Linked DNA regions of Zea mays: regions 1 and 3 are each linked to region 2. The links are chromatin contacts, called in public Hi-C maps. All regions are on one chromosome and are shown on one strand. The core of a region is the stretch at or near the end of the contact, and the rest is flanking DNA. Distances in the headings are between cores, read along the strand shown.

The links. Hi-C and Micro-C count contacts between places; a contact is called where the count stands out from the background.
Region 1: a contact with region 2 is called in a Hi-C map of ear, with 4 times the contacts expected there. The contact joins the enhancer-like site here to the promoter of LOC100383024 in region 2. A contact is called at or near these places in 7 of 25 Hi-C or Micro-C datasets (bundle sheath, ear, endosperm and 2 more).
Region 3: a Hi-C map of ear shows a contact between it and region 2, with 2.7 times the contacts expected there. The contact joins the promoter of LOC100272754 here to the promoter of LOC100383024 in region 2. A contact is called at or near these places in 5 of 25 Hi-C or Micro-C datasets (ear, endosperm, leaf and 1 more).

Annotation. Positions count from the first base shown.
Region 1 is chr10:33,741,657-33,745,135 of Zm-B73-REFERENCE-NAM-5.0, reverse strand. No RefSeq gene overlaps it. Among protein-coding and RNA genes, the nearest start is that of LOC103642369, 63 kb to the left of the region's middle. Within about 2 kb of position 1,780, at least 17 of the 20 cell types and tissues checked have an H3K27ac peak or open chromatin away from gene starts, as enhancers often do. A contact at or near this core is called in bundle sheath, ear, endosperm and 2 more, where this site is marked.
Region 2 is chr10:33,583,344-33,586,757 of Zm-B73-REFERENCE-NAM-5.0, reverse strand. LOC100383024 (Diacylglycerol kinase 2) reads left to right here and starts at 1,411. Exons shown (of 8, transcript NM_001175703.1): 1 at 1,411-1,542; 2 at 2,127-3,228. The coding sequence starts at 2,164.
Region 3 is chr10:33,374,582-33,378,037 of Zm-B73-REFERENCE-NAM-5.0, reverse strand. LOC100272754 reads right to left here and starts at 1,541. Exons shown (of 4, transcript NM_001147207.1): 1 at 1,383-1,541; 2 at 1,197-1,263; 3 at 591-881. The coding sequence starts at 1,472. The coding sequence ends at 601.

The DNA.
Region 1 (3,479 bases), core at 531-3,030, 160 kb before region 2:
AGCCCTGGGGTCGGGCGAGGCGGAGCTTCCTATGGCGCCCGAGGCTGGACTTAGCTGTTGTCGGCCTCACTCTGGCGAGTGGCACAGGAGTCGGAGCAGGGCAGGCGGCGTTGTTTTCCTGTCAGGTCAGTCAGTGGAGCGGCGAAGTGACTGCGGTCACTGCGGCCTTGTCGACTGAGGAGCGTGCGTCAGGATAAGGTGTCAGACGATCCTTGCATTGAATGCTCCTGCGATACGGTCGGTTGGCGTGGCGATCTGGCCAAGGCTGCTTCTCCGCGAAGCCTGCCCGAGCTGGGCCTCGGGCGAGTCGAAGGTGCGTCCGTTGTTTGAGGAGACCCCCGGGCGAGGCGTGAATCTGCCTTGGTCTATTGTTCCTGCCCGAGGTTGGGCTCAGGTGAGACGAGATCGTGTCCCTTGTGTGGATGAAGCCTTGACTGGAATCGCGCCCATCAGGCCTTTGCAGCTTTGTGCTGATGGGGGTTACCAGCTGAGATTAGGAGTCTTGGGGGTACCCCTAATTATGGTCCCCGACAGGCCTCGCAGTGGATCCCTAGCCATTCACCTTGGGAGTGTCTAAGGGTCTCGCAAACCCTGGCTAAACGGGAAACATGTCTTGTGGGTAAAGTTGTGAAACCTCTGCAGAGTGTAAAACTGATATATCAGCAGTACTCACGGTCAAGAGCGGCTCAGACCCTCACATGAATAACTTATGAAATTAAACTTAATTTGTCATATGCATTGCATTGTTGGATTTATTATTAATTGTGATCTCTTATTTTATTGGAATGATATCTACTTATACTTAGTAACTGCAACTAAAATTTTGACCAACTTATTAAAAGAAATGCTCAGGCTTAACCCTATTTGTTAATGAGCCTTACACTTTACATGAGCCCCGTCGTAAGTGAGCTCATGCATATTATTCCCTACAACTTGTTGAGTGACGAACATATGCGAGCTCAACCTTGTTGTACTAACCCCCGGTCATGGACAGGTACCGCAAGATAAGCAACATGAAGGATGGCGTGATGAGTTCATGAGAGGTCTAGGTCGTCGTCTCCCAGTCAACTATGGTTGCGAAAGATCGTTGTCTTCATATGATGTATTTATTTAGCTATTTTGTACAGAACCTCAACTATATAATAAAGATGTGACATTCATTTCTATACCATGAGTTATCATATGTATGAGACTTGATACTAGCACATATTTGTTTCGCGCCCGAGTTTGCCCTTAAATCCAGGTGTGATAGTACGGGCGACCCGATGAGTGCCCATACCACATGGGTATGAGTATGGGGATAAATTCATATCTACCCGTAGATATGGGTGGCTCGACATGATTATTTATTCTCGAGGGTGTGTATGAGATAGTAATATTCGATGAGTATTTACGTATTGTCATCTCTAACCTGGTTGCCGCTTATACAATCAGTGCCAGTCTGTTTACACGACCCATTCAGGGCCCTCAATCCTCGAATTCGGCCTTCTTACTCGCCGGCCCATTTTCTTGTGCTCGTGACTCTTGAGTGTTCTCCGGTTGTCTTGCCGCCACGGCTGACTTGGACGCCCGCCTCCTGAGTAGTTGGGAAAGTGATGCTGACAGTACGGCCCATAGCCATTCCGTGTATGAACCGTGTCTGCTCCTCTGCTCCATCCTCCTTTGCTGCTGTTGCCGAATGCCGACACATGGCGGAAAGGCCTCAGCGCCGACGACCGACGGTCCCGCAACCCCAGGCATCCGGAGTCGGCAACCCGCCCACCCCGGAAATATCTCGCACATGACATGGCGCGTGGTCGGCGTGGGCCCACTGCACAGTTGGGAGTTGGGACAGGTGCCGAGGTGTGGACGGCCGGGATCGGAAATGTGACCTACGCACGGCACGTCAGGAGGTTCCGTGTTGTGGACAGCGACACGCTGGACACTTGGATGTGCTTAGCAGCACAATTAGATATGGCCACGTCAGATTGGAATGTGACGTCGTCACTCGTCAGTGACCGCTGGATCTTTCTCAAAGTCTGTTATCTGAGCTTTGCAACAGGGATTTTGGCATGGGCCCACTGCACAGCCGAAAGGTTAAGTTGATACGGTACGGCTACATCTTCAAGTGCTAGTTTAGTAGAACAAAAGTGTGTTGACGAAATAGAGAACGTGTTGAGCAGATGTGTATTTGCGGAATTGAAGTTACACTTTCTGGCTTTAGTGGTACGGGCTCTGGTTACTTCAAGGAGAAGGAATTGGGAATCCAAAGTCGATCTTGATCATAATCTTAGGATAGAGAGCAAGAGCTTTTCTAAATTTCACTATTTATAATATCATTTATAGTGTTATTTACATAAAAACTGTCTTCTATATTTTTTCACTATCCATAAACTTTTCTCTATATTTCTTATAGTTATTGTCATTTTCTATCTTTGATTAATGAAGTCCATATTAATAGAAAACAAGTATATTGGGATGACTATTTAAAAAGATTGTTAGTATTTTTTTTTAAAAAAACTATATTTCTAGCTATTAGAAAGGATATAAAGAGTCCCCTAATAAAGTTGCTCTAAGAATGCACGGTGGCCTATGCTTTCCAACTCTATAGTTTGCCTTTCTTCACGCGCTGGATCTGCTAGGGAATTGGGAATATTAGGGACATGCGATGCTCATAAAGATTTATGATTTTGGCAGAAGAGAAAAGATTAAGAACAAAGTGGTTGATAAAGAGCCACTTGGGGACTGCTGCTGTGGCTGTGGTTAATTTTATACAATGCTAATTGCTAGATAGTCTGTACGCATGACATGCTTTCTTGGAAGTGCACTTAATTTTGGGCGTGCAACACGCTCCAAACTTTCTGCAAAGTTTATATATATATGAAAAATAACAAAAACAGGATATCTTGGTGACTTTTCGGGTCTTTATTTTTTTGGTCCATGTAACCAGCGAGGATTATCCACCATAACCACAACATAGATAATAGATTCACTGCTGCAAAATGCAAAATCTATATCGGTTAGGAACTGGCTACAATACGGGACTACCAACCGGTACCTAAAGACCTCGATCTTTAGTCTCGATTGTATGAACTAGTACTAAAGAGATGACTTTAGGACTAGTTGACTTGAACCGGTACTAAAAGACGTAACCTTTGTACCAGTTCATACAAAAACCCAGGGCCGGCCCTGGGGGTGCAAGCGGTGCCACCGCACCGGGCCCCACAAAGCTAGTGGGCCCCACCCCATCAAAAATATTCCACGGACGGACTCACGGACCCTGCAGCCTATAGGCTATAGCGATCGACCGATCGTTCGCCTTCGCCTGCCGCGGTGCCGCCCGCCTAATCGCCTGCCTGGCGTCCGCTCGGCCGCTCCCGCAGTCCCGCGTCCTGGGCTCCTCCTAGCGGTTGGCAATCAGATATTCAGATCAGCCGAGCCGATCAGTCAATCACCGCCACCGGATCACCGATCAGGTGATCACGATCGCCGTTCGCGGA
Region 2 (3,414 bases), core at 162-2,661:
TGTAATAAGTAGAAGCACTCAGACCCTTATATTTTAATAAGCACTCTCTCTCTCTATTGTTACTTTAACATATCAATGTAAATTAAGTTATTGTAACTCTTTCCGCTTTTACTCTGATGAAGTGTAATGTATGTGAAATGAAATATGCGCTCTCGGGTGATGTTGAGGAAGATACAAGAACCATGCCCTGTCAAGCTGTTGGGTGCATCTGCATGGCTGTCTAAAGTCCTTGGGACGAGGACAGGTGTAGATGGGCCTAATATCTTTGGAGATTCCATCACAGCTGGTATCGAAGCGGTGCCCATTTCTTAGGACATTACTTATTATTTCAAATGGTTTTAAACTACTTACCTCAAAATATTTTTTCATTCTTACCTTGATCCATTCTTGTAGCAACTTACCTTCTAGGAAGTTGGATGGAAGAGTGCATACTAATAGGCTATATTAAAGAAGTATGGGCTCAACAAGCAGTTGATTCCCATGATCGTAGGATCATGCATGCATCATGTTTAAATCATACTAAGTATCTTTGACCCTAGTTGTAGTGAAATGGCACGCACAAAGACCACACTCCGGAAAGAAACTGGACCTCAGGGTGTGCCTCGTCATCAGTTGGCTCCTCGCCATGAAGGGAGCAGCAGTGGGAGTAACGATCCCATAGGAGACTTGGAGGCTAGAGTCGAGTGTATAACTGCAGAACTGTGACATGGAGGCAGGGAGCGAGCATGTGGTAGCCACCACATCGCTGAGCTGTCAGGAGAAGTGGAACACCTACAACGGGAGTTGGTCGAGTGTGATGAGGCTATAGATTGGGCTCTGAACTCACGATTCGTAGCATGGGATTGTGAGACAATCGCTCGAGCCCATGTGGAAGAGCTGAGTCTGGCTCTGAAAAATCTGTAAGTGTACAATAACATTCTGCACGAAGAAGTGCATGTGTTGTATGACTAGCTGTATCCATACATACCACAAGAAGTCACCGAGATGGGTGCAGGCGCAGCTAAAGCCAGTGGAGGAGGACCTTATGGAGCGTTGGATATCTTTAGAGTTCATTCTTCTATGAATATCGTGGAAGATCCCTCTGCTAAAGTTGGTGGTAGATTTGGAGCGACAAAAGATGCCGAGGACAAGAGTAGTATAATAATAACATGATAACGTGATAGTGTATCACTAATAGACTGGAACGGAGTCTAACCAACTCGGCTAGACTTGCTGTTTGAATGAAACATAAAAGTTGGTTTGGTTCGAGCTGGTTCAGATTTTTAAATCTCTCTAAGCCAAGTCTAAGCGAGACCGAGTTTTTTTTCAGCGTTTGGTACCCTCTGCCCCTGAGGCCGGATCCTCCCATCTAGCTTTCCTTTTTAAACGCACGCCACGACGCCGATCGGCCCCCACCCACGACGATCTTCGAATTCTCCTCCTCTTTTCCTTCCTCTTCTGCAGCGCCAGCGCCAGCGCCGACCGAACCCAACGCCAACGGCACGGCAAGCCAAGCGAAGCGGAGCAAGGGTTTGCTCGCCCCACACCCGTCCCGCGGCCGAGGTGAGCTCTCGCGATCCTACCGAATCTGTTGCGTGTACCGGCCTACCTGGGTGGGAATCGGCTGGGGGTTGTGTTGAAATGAATCCTTGGGGAACGGGCGGGGAATGCGGGATCCCGTGCGTGCGCGGATCCAGGCCCTGCCGCCGAGCTGCTTAGCGACCGCGTTGGCTCGCTGTTTCTGTTAGGATTCGGTTCGGTTTGTGTTGCCGTGTTCCTATTCTGTTGGTCGACCGATGATGATTCCGTGCAATCCGATGCTGGATTCCTACGCTGCAATCGGAGGAAAGAATTGATTTCCGTCTGGGAGGTTCGTCTTCGGAGGCTGGATTTGTTCCTGGTTTGAGGCGTGAGCCCTGGGGGAATGTGATGAATCGGAAGGGCTTGCTTTCCATTTAAACATGCCTTTCTTTCGTCTCCAGATCAGGAGAAATAGTCGATCCCCGTGGTTGCGTAGGGTGCCGCTACCGCAGCATGCACTGCAGCTCTAGTCTAGGATGGTACTTCTGTTTGCCAGCGGTGCGATATTCTTGCGATAGCCTGACAAACTGGCGACTCACGGGTCGTTGTTCTTGCTGTTGCTGCAGGCTCTGCTTCTCATCGTGACAAGCCTGGCGAACTGCCATGGACCTGGTGGGATCCTTGCTCCTGAGCATGGCACGTCTGCTTGACCCATCCGGTCTCCACTTCGTGGGCTGGCTCGTCACCGCGGGCTCCATTGGTCTTGCCGCACTCATCTACGCTCTCCTCAGGCTGCAGCGTGAGGCGGCGTTGTACTGGACCAAGGCGACCAGGGAGAAGCGTGCCGCATGGAGGAGATTGCGGTGCCCTAGCTCCTGCCACTCGTGGTCTGAGGACTACTTCCACGGTGGCCAGCCATCGACATGCTGCGTTTGCCTGTCGTCCCTTGGCTCCACGCAGGGCGTCGACATGGTTCACCGCTGCTCTGTTTGCGGCGTGGCTGCACACTCAAACTGCTCTCCCCGTGCAGAGAAGGATTGCAAGTGCGTTGCACAGGCTGGCGCTTCGCCCTTGCTGCATCACTGGTCTGAGAGGTGGGTGGAGCTGGATGACAACCCGGAGATATCCTCCTCCTGTTACTACTGTGATGAGCCGTGCGGTGTGCCTTTCCTTGGAGTCTCTCCTATATGGCGTTGCCTGTGGTGCCAGCGGCAGATCCATGTTGATTGCCATGCAAAACTGTTGAAGGAAACCGGAAACACTTGTGATCTTGGCCTTCTCAGGAGGCTTATAGTTCCTCCCCAATCAGTGAAAGAAATTGGTCAAGGTTCAGGAATTAGTGGAATGCTGAACTCAATCAAGGACGGGTTTGCCAATTCAACAGTTGGGAACCGTAGGAGGTCACGCAACAAGAAGCGCATGAATAACCATCCTGGTGGCAAGATAAATTCCATTCCCACAAAATTCTCAGTCATTGATTCAGTGCTTGAAGGATTTGCTAGATTGAAGGGCCTGGATGGGAAGTATGCACTAGCAAAGCCTTTATCTCAACATTCTGTAAAGCAAACATATCGATCTGTTATTCCTAATGGACGAGTCAGAAAGTATGAACTTGTTGATTTGCCACAAGATTCAAGACCACTGCTGGTATTCATCAATGGCAAGAGTGGAGGTCGAAATGGACCTTCTCTTAGAAGAAGGCTGAACATGTTGTTGAATCCAATACAGGTAATCAATGTTGCTACCTAGTTAGAAAAAAATAGAAAATCCATTCCTATCAGCTGCTGAGTCAAATCCTCTGAAATATTTTGAACAATAGTTTAGCTTAGGTCATTCTAGAATTGTAGATGTACAGATGTAATCCAATTGTTCTACCTGATATAAGTACTGAACGACCTGTCACCATTTAGCACT
Region 3 (3,456 bases), core at 292-2,791, 210 kb after region 2:
AGGCAGGTTAAAATCATTTAGACAAACAAGGAAAGATCTGTGGCCACCAGGGTTCGGCATACAGATGAGAACGTGAATCAGGAATCCGAGAGTATATTTCAGATTTTGGGACCATCCCAAATGCCGCTTCTAAGTGTAAATTCATGGTTTTTTTAACTTAATTTCTCATTCTAGCGGTTCTGGAACTTGGATCAAGTTCTGCATTCAGTTCGCCCAGCAAAGTCTATCATAAGTCTCAAACCATAATTACAAATGAGAAAATTGGACGAGACAATTGCATATTTGGGACTCTAAACATAACGCTCCGTAATATTGCCATCCAAAAGATTTACTTCGCAAAAAGGGGACTACAAACATCTACTCGATTATACTACAATTTAGCCTATAGTCTAGCTTTTCTAATCTAATTTCATGTATTTTTCCCTGATTAGCCGCTTGTAGCCCTATGTAATTATACGCAGCTCGCCTGCTCTCTCGCGCTCACCAGGATCAAGTGAACAGCTGGCCAACAGGAAGCTAGTATTTGTAAATTGTAGATTCGTCAGCAGCAGGAAGCTAGTATTTGCAACTTGCAGCTTGTCTGCACTCACCAGCATGAAGCTAGTATTTGCAACTTGTAGGATGCAAACAACTCTTATTGCTCACGTAATGCTCATGAAACACCAGGACAACGATACAGCTTTTCCATGGTCGGTGTGTCCATGGGCTATGATGCAGACGAGGCGCCCTGTCCAGCATGACATCGCCCAGCACGACCTCACCTAGCGCGATCTCGCCCAGCGTGGTGGTCGGCGCGGCAGCGGCCTCGGCCAGCGCGCAGGGTCGAGCTCGGCAGATGGCGCAGCAGGGGTGAGCCCGGGCCTGGACGGGGCATGGGGCGGCTGTGGGCAGGACGGTAGCCGGTCGTCCATGGCGGCATGGAGACAAAACGCACGCACAAGGTAATTTGGTCTCCTTAGATACAAAATACAGGGAACCAAGTAATAAAAGGAAGATTATACAATAACTGGTAGTATAATCAATTAGAAGATGTTTGTAGTCCCTATTTTGCGAAATAAATCTTTTGGATGGCAATATTGCGAAGCGCTATGTTTAATGTCCCAAATATGCAATTGTCACGAAATTGGACCGATAAGGTTACGGTTCTGTCATCTGTCAACAAGCAGACGAGAGGAAATCAAAGCTGAGCTTACTACCTGATGCATGGAGAAGCACATCCTCTCCCCCAGGGTGGTCCTCCAAGAACTTGGTCACATCATACACCTGAAACCAACCAGCCAGAAAAACAATCAGAGGCCGACCAAACCATATCAGAGGTCGGATCTCTCTCTTCCCCACAGATGCAAGAGAAGCACAGCAAGGATGATCTTCTTCTCACTCGCCTTGCCGCCGATGACGACCCAGCAGTCCTTCCTGGAGGCGTGGAGAGTAACCTCGGATGCGAAGAAGAGCTTCTTGGCCTCCCCTGCCATGGATGGCAGCCGACGGACACCACAGGCTCTTGGTCAAACTCCCTTTCTTGACGACTGCCTTGTCTTTAGAGACGGATGCGGAGGATAGAGGTATCAGGCACCGAGGGAGGGGTAAATCTTGGAGCAAGCAGGTGAGCACGCCAAGAGAGCTGCCTCTGTTCTGGACTTTAGTTGGTTTTAGGGTCACGGGTTGGTAGCTAGTGGCTGGGGCTCCCTCGTCGGAGAAGACGAGACGCCCACCCGTCACCGCATGTAATGGGCTTCGTTTCGAGCAGGGACATGGGCCCTCGTGCACAAAAGATAGCCCACTTGACCCACTGCGTCGTCAGTTGCCGCTGCTGGCCTCTAAAAAGGGGAAGGATTTTTTTTTTCGCTGCTGCTTACGCTCGGCTCTCCTTCCTTTTCTCCAGTCGCATGGCTGCCATTACTCCGCTGCCTGTTCATGAATGATGAATTTTAAGAATTTGTCGATCGATACTCCAAAAGTATATTTATAAGAGTTTATTTTTAAATCATATTAACACATCTTATCAAAAGTTTTGCGCAAATAAGTTATATGAGAACCAAATTCAGCTGATTTAACTAATATATCATTAATGTAAACTTTCATAGTGTTTCCCAACAACTCATAAAAGATCAAATGAATAGGCCTTTGATTAGTGACACCAACATTTTTTAAACCGAATGTCATAACCATCCACTCAAATAACGCCCGGACATATAAAGATCGTTTTAGACGTATCTTTCTCGATCAGGAAGGTCTGATTATATAACACATTGCCATCAAGAAAGCTAATATCTATATTTCCTGATGCATTATTAATTAACATGTCGGCTACAGGTATATGATATTCATCTTTAGGAATCGCCCTATTTAGATTTCGGAATTCAATACATACTCTGAGCTTATCTGAATCCTTCTTCTCCACCCGCACAATATTATAGATCCATTTCGTATAACTGCAAGACCTAATAAAGTTAGCTTCCAAGAGCCTGTGAATTTTGTCTTTGATCCTAGGCAATAAGTCTTGGACGAAATGATCTTGGTCTCTGCTTGAAGGGCTTGAAGCCAGACTTAATAGGTCATCGATGCTCCACTAGCTCTCGGCTTAATCCTGGCATCTCAGTGTAGTTCCAAGCAAAGCAATCAGAGTATTCTTTTAATAAGCCAATCATTTCATTCCTAGGATCGGCTTCAGGGTCTTGTTCACAAAAGTCGGTCTTGGAGTTTTACCTTCCCCTATATCAATCTCCTCCAAAGGATCGGCCGATGTAAACCCATGTCCTAATTTGTCGAGATCTCTAAATTCTTCTCTTGTGCATACCTCAAAATAGTTTGAGGCTCTCTATGCATCCGCAGACTATCCGACCTCAGGGGCCAGACTATCCAGGACAGTGGACTCTCTGCTGCACTCTCTGGTAGCCACCGGACTATCCGATGTTGGGGCGGATAGTCCGTGACAGGGTATGTTCTCTACGCCATTCTCTGGTGCACCTTGACCGTCCAGCCTTAGGGGTCGGACCGTCCACGTCCCGACAGTCACTATTTATTAGTGTGTTTATCATTTTAACCTTATTTATGATTTAGCCGACTCTAGCATTACAGGGATGAACCCTCTTATATCTATGCTTATGAACTGGTAATCAGAAAAATCGACTCCTATGAGATAGGTGGAAGTCTCATAGGTCTAGAGTACAGGGGCATCGGTTATGGCAATGCAAGCTGATGCATCGACATGTACCTGTTCTACCTTATCTCCTACCCATTGTAATAACATTTGATGTAAAGTAGAAGGTATACATTGATTTGCAAGAATCCAATATCTACCTAAGATTATACTATAATTTCCTTCTATGTTGACGACGAAGAAAGCACCAACAAGAGTCTTTGTCCCGATGGTTAATTCAACAGACATGACTCCCTTGGCCTTGATCGAACTATCGCTTCCAATGCCGCTGAGTGTCATATTAGTTTTGACTAATT